2 separate regions of the Hordeum vulgare genome follow, and region 2 is linked to region 1. A link is a contact called in public Hi-C data. All regions are on one chromosome and are shown on one strand. Each heading gives the region's core, a stretch centred on a gene start, on an enhancer-like site or on the middle of the called end of the contact. The rest is flanking DNA. Distances are from core to core; before and after follow the strand shown. Region 1 holds the start of LOC123446659 (aspartic proteinase PCS1-like). Region 2 holds the start of LOC123449033.

Region 1 (2,700 bases), core at 90-2,589:
CGGGCAGGTCACGTCCGCGCCACACGCACGCCGGCGACGAGCAATCGACGGCACTGTACGTCAAAGAAGCCGACGCATTGAACGGCGCAGGCGGCGACACGGAGCTCCCGTTGCAGAGCAGCCAGGAGAGCTCGCTGCCGGTGTCAAGCACCATCGTAACGTTCTGCGGCGGCGTGCCGACAACCACCGACACCGTCAGGCTCACGTTGTGTCGGAACCGCAGCCGGTTCGCCAGCGCTCGCGGCGGGGGCGCCACCTCCTGCAGCCTGAGCGAAAGAAGCACCGCTGCCCCAGCCTTCCCTTCTCGACCGCCAACGCCAACGCCGTTGCTCGCCGCCTCCGCTCTGGCAAGAAAGAGGAACAGGAGAACGATAAACGACTCCATGTCCATTGGCAGTCAGTTTCTACTTTTCTATCCGCGCTCTGCCTGGGGTTGAAATGAGAGTGAGCGACTGTCAACCAACTGCAGGTGCTTTGCATGGACCTGCAACCACCTGGTCCACTACACGTCTACACGGCTCCTAATCTGCTTGCATGGAGAGTATTAACGTCCGATCCGTCGTCATCTGCTCCGCTTCTTGGAGTGTTTCTTACAAGCACAAGTGTCAATGTGTTTGGTGTACGTGCGCCACAGCTCTCTTCTTTACTCCGTGTGGGCTCTGCGCATGAAAGCAAGGTGCCGACTGGCAAGGCGAGGAAGGGGACAGGGTCCTCAGGGAGCTCATGAATACGCAGTACTCCGGCGGTCCGGCCAGGTATCGCGGCTCAACAGAGACAACAATACAAGAGGCATCTGCATATGGTGCTCGTCGTCGTCGACCAAGACTTTCGGCCTTTCGGGGGCGAGTAGCTTTCAGTGCAGCTGTTCAGGGCAAGGCATTGCCACGGCCTCTTGTTGGACTTGTCGGAAGGGAAATCTCCCTGTCTGCGGTTGAGAAATCCCTGGTGATAATAGCTGGAGGATGACTCGAACACATGGCGAGAACTCATCCTTTTGTGCCTAGTTGCCAGCATTGCATCCTTCACAGGGACACTATGCATCTGCTCAAAGAAGAAGAACCTATGACAGGACAGTATAAATTTCGGTAAATTTCGCATTCCCACATCTCAAACCAGTTCACAGCGGAGCCAGCAACCTGTGGAGGACTCCATGCCCTTCCAAACGGACTAATGATTCCAGAAGCTACCGCGATAATGAGATGGTGACGGCCATCTTATTATTTGCCGTCGCATGTGACGTGCTCTGCCACAATCGCACCATATGAGATGACAGGCCATGGACCTGCGAACTCAGAAACCTTTTACCTTTGCGAACTCTGGTGATTGAAAGCACATTTCCATACGTGAAAGCGAAGCAACAGCACGGAGCACGCATGCATCTTCTTTTTTCTTTACTAGCAAAGTATAAAATGATATTGTTAGATGCATATTTAGAAGTAATTCCGATAAGTGAGGCACTTACCGGAAAAAAGCCCCCCGCGTCATCACCCGCGGGCGACTCGGGTGTATCCGCCGTCGCCTGCCTAGCTCCCTCCGTCCCCGGCTCTCATCCCATCGCCGGCAGGCGCCGCCAGGGGTAAAGCCCCTCATGGTTGGCCGGCGGAGGGTCCTTCTTCCTCCTCGCTTGGGTGCGCAACGCGGGATGTGGCGGCCTAGCCAGGATGCAACGCTGGCGTGGGGCGTTGTGACATGGGCATGCGCAGCCGGGCCGACGACGCGGTTGGGTGGTGCGGTTGTGGAGGCTGCGTGGTGACCTGGGAGCGTGGTGGCGGCGTGCCCTGCAGATCTAGCGCGGTGGCGTCCCGATCCGATCTGCAGGCGGTACGGGGGGTGGTGGTGGCCACTGTCGGCGTTAAAACCGGCACATCTCGGGTAGGGGTCCCGAACTGTGGACCTTAGATCTATGGGTTGGAGGAAACAGGACGAGACATTGTTTACCCAGATTCAGGCCTTGTCGTGCGAATGACCCTGACAATAGTACCTAGGGGTACGAACGAAGGGGCGAAGTCTAACTAGGCGCAGTGGATGCACTTGGATGTACGAGTTCAGGCCCCACTCGCAAGTGGTAACAGCCCTACGTCTCGAGCCCTGAGGCTGATGTTTTCTTATGGGGTATAAAAGATTACAAAGTGTTGAACGCTTGAGCTGGAGCCCGGAAGTGGCTTATATAGTTGCTGCCACGACCGGTCGAGCTTCATTACAAGGTAATTAATGCTAATAAACAGGGAAGTTACTATAAACGACAGCTTTAACTCTCGGCGTTACTCGTAACGTGAGTCTTCACTGCACTTCATGTGATGGATTAAGTCCTTAGACGTTACAGCCTCTTCGGTGCCTTCTCCTCGCTGTAGTCCGAGTGCTAAGATGCATCCGACTAGAGCAAGGTGATCCGAGTGACTCGAGGCAGGCGAGTGACGGTTGCTGAAACGAGTGATGTCGAGGCTACACTGGTGACTTTAAGGACACTCATGTCCGTAAGGGTTCCTAGGTGGGCCTAGGGAAGCAGGTCCGTAGGCCTACCCCTAATGTACAACCCCATTAGTAGCCCCCTAATCGGGTGAGGTTTTGCAGAGCGAGTGAATGACTTCCTTTGATGTCCCGGAGATTCTTGGGCTGCAGCTCGGGCTGCGTCATTAGGACTCTCGGCAAACCTCCACGGATTCAAGAGTAATGAATTCCGATTTTCCAGTCATACGGGTA
Region 2 (2,700 bases), core at 132-2,631, 380 kb after region 1:
ATAATTGTGCACTATGCATATTGAGTTAATAATGCTGTATGGATCTCGAGATACCAAAATCCGCATCCTACGGTTTACAGATATGGCCCAGCTAAACCATGGGTCAGCAAATCCTCTCTCCATTTTTCTGTTCCATGGCCGAAGTACGAAATTCTGATAATAGCATATACGGTGGTTGAATACTTTTTTTAAGGTGTGAACGAATACTTTCATATGTGAGTGTCTTGGTTCTTTTGTATCCATAATAGTACAAAATTCGGTGTGTTGGTTCTTTTTGTATTTGTCGTCTGTCTAATTGATGAACTCATAGAACATTGCTACTATTAGTTTATCCTGTTTTGCTATCTTGATGGCCGGTTTGGAGCTTTATATCTGTAAAGCTGGGCATGGCTTCCATCTAAAATCATGTTTTCCTGAGATATTTTCAAAAGGAAAACCTCCAAATGTGAGTATGAGATGTTTCTATGGTCCAGTATGACAATGCATCTAATGGCAAAACATGTAATAGAGTTTTGCTGTCACACCGTAAACGTTTTCCCCGTGGCTAAAGTACAACATTCTGCTTGTGGCATATACGGTGGCTGAGTACCTTTTTTTGGAAGGCCTGGCTGAATACTTTTGCTAGTCATATTCTATTAGCTAAAGTACAACATTCTGCTTTTGAAATCAGACAAACTCACCCACAATAAAGAATAAACATATAACTGCTATTCCAAGAAGCAAAGGTAGAAAAGCTAAGAATTGCTCACCGAGGTTTACGAAGAACCAGTCATGAGTTCTCACACTGAGGTCACTGAAGAAGCAGTCATCGTCGATTTCTTTTCTTCCCCCTTGCCTTGGCCCTCTTCTGCCTCGCCTCCTCTTTCTGTTTCTCAGCCTCCTCCCTCTCAAACTTCTCGCTCTCCCTCTTCTGCAAGAAGTCCTGCACCGCCAGATAAATGACCTGCATTTCCAGCAAAAGCAGGAATCAGGAAAGACCTACAAGATCAGCACCGACTATCCAAAAACAGCAGTGTCCATCAACGAAATTCGCTACTATTCATTATTCAAGGGGGGAGCGAATTGATTCGACGGATAACACACGCGTCACGCACCCCGATGGTGAGGAGGGAGAGCCCGACGAACGAGACCGTGAGCAGAACCGACACCACGGTGGCGGTGATGCTGTCGTCGTCGGCGGCCACCCTCATCATGGCCTCGGTTTGCTCCACCTCTTCGATGGCGGCGGCAGGCGGGGGCAGCCTCCTCCTGGCGAGGCGCAAGCGCCCGGTGCCTCCCCCGGCATTCCTACCACGGCGGGGCGCAGCGATGCACCTCGAGAAGAGCGCTGGCCTGGGTGTCGCAGGCGGCGCGAGAGGGAGGAGGGAGAGGGAGCACGCTGCCGCCATTATCCCGTCCCTCGCGCCAGCGGAAGGAAGGAAAGGGAATGGAAATGAACGGTCGGAACGGACGGGGAAATAGATGGGCCAATCCGGCGCGCAATGGGCCCGTACCGAGCGAGCAGCATGGATGATGGGCCGAGGCCTGCCGTGTCGCCGTGCGCGCGGGGGTCCGAGCCGAGCGGCCGGGAGAGTTCCAGAGAAATCGGTCCCCATCGAGAAGACGGAAGCCGATGAGGACGCCACCGCTGTGCCGCGCGGCCGGACCTGTCCGCATTCGCCAGTTTGTCTCTGACACGCACTCGAGGAAGAGAAAGCCAACGAGCGAGCGCTCACCGCACCGCACCGCACTCGAGACCCGAGCACAGGCTAACCGCGACACCGTAGCCCGGTGGTGGTTCCGCCTCGCTTCGCCGGCGGCGTCGTGGGATTGCGATTCGGGAGCGGGAGAGGTCCGGGATGGCCGGGGATCGGATGAGCTGGGCGAGGCTGCTCAAATGGAGCCTCTCCTACATGGGCGGCGCGCGGCCTTCTCGCGACATCAGGTAGGGCGAAGGGAAATGGAGGCTATTGCTTTCTGCTGTTTTCATTTTGGCTGCGGCTGAGGCGAGCGTGTGGTGTGCAGCGAGGAGGAGCGGAGGTGGCTGGCGGAGGCGGTGGAGCGGCACATGGCGGAGGACGTGGTGGGCCGCCTGAGGGAGATCGCGCTGCTGATGAGAACCCCGCTCTCCGTCCTGGAGGCGCAGGGCATCACGCCCGAGGACATCGAAGGTACGGATCAGTCATCCCCACCTGCCGGTGGCATGCGAAGGGCGATAATGGTGGTCGATTGGTAGTATTACCGTGCATTTGAGAGTTTTAATTGATGGTAGAGTAAGGATGCTAGATGTCTGGAATCTTGTCCTTGAAAAGATTGGAATCTAGATGGTTATGAACAATTTAGGTGAAACATATGAGGCAGTTAGGAATGTTCCCAGCATTCTGAATATTCTGCAATCCATAACATTGTGATTCCCCCGCAATAAATAAATAAATAAATTGTGATTCGTATTCGTAATTCACCAAGCTTTTCAGGTCAACGAAAGAAAACCCTTTGTCTCGTCCTTCCCAATGTTAGGCATTTTTTGAGGATTTATCATTTGTTATAGGCTTGTCTTAGCCCAGTAAGACGTATTTTGCTTGCTCAGCTCACAGTTGGTACTGACTAATTACTTTGTGACCGTTGCAGATTTGCTTGCAGAGCTGCAAGTACATGTCGAGTCTATCGACATAGCAAATGGTATGTTGATTATTGTTGATTTTTTTACATTCCTTGCTACTC

What was found. Hi-C and Micro-C count contacts between places; a contact is called where the count stands out from the background.
Region 2: a Hi-C map of leaf shows a contact between it and region 1, with 5 times the contacts expected there. The contact joins the promoter of LOC123449033 here to the promoter of LOC123446659 in region 1. A contact is called at or near these places in 3 of 6 Hi-C or Micro-C datasets (leaf and seedling) and 1 of 1 datasets of contacts at active chromatin or transcription factors (embryo).

Annotation. Positions count from the first base shown.
Region 1 is chr4H:478,435,626-478,438,325 of MorexV3_pseudomolecules_assembly, forward strand. It overlaps LOC123446659 (aspartic proteinase PCS1-like), which reads right to left and starts at 1,340. Exons shown (of 1, transcript XM_045123220.1): 1 at 1-1,340. The coding sequence starts at 391.
Region 2 is chr4H:478,819,755-478,822,454 of MorexV3_pseudomolecules_assembly, forward strand. LOC123449033 reads left to right here and starts at 1,382. Exons shown (of 6, transcript XM_045126098.1): 1 at 1,382-1,924; 2 at 2,005-2,150; 3 at 2,608-2,658. The coding sequence starts at 1,839. It overlaps LOC123449032 (pentatricopeptide repeat-containing protein At5g59600-like), which reads right to left. Exons shown (of 2, transcript XM_045126097.1): 2 at 855-943.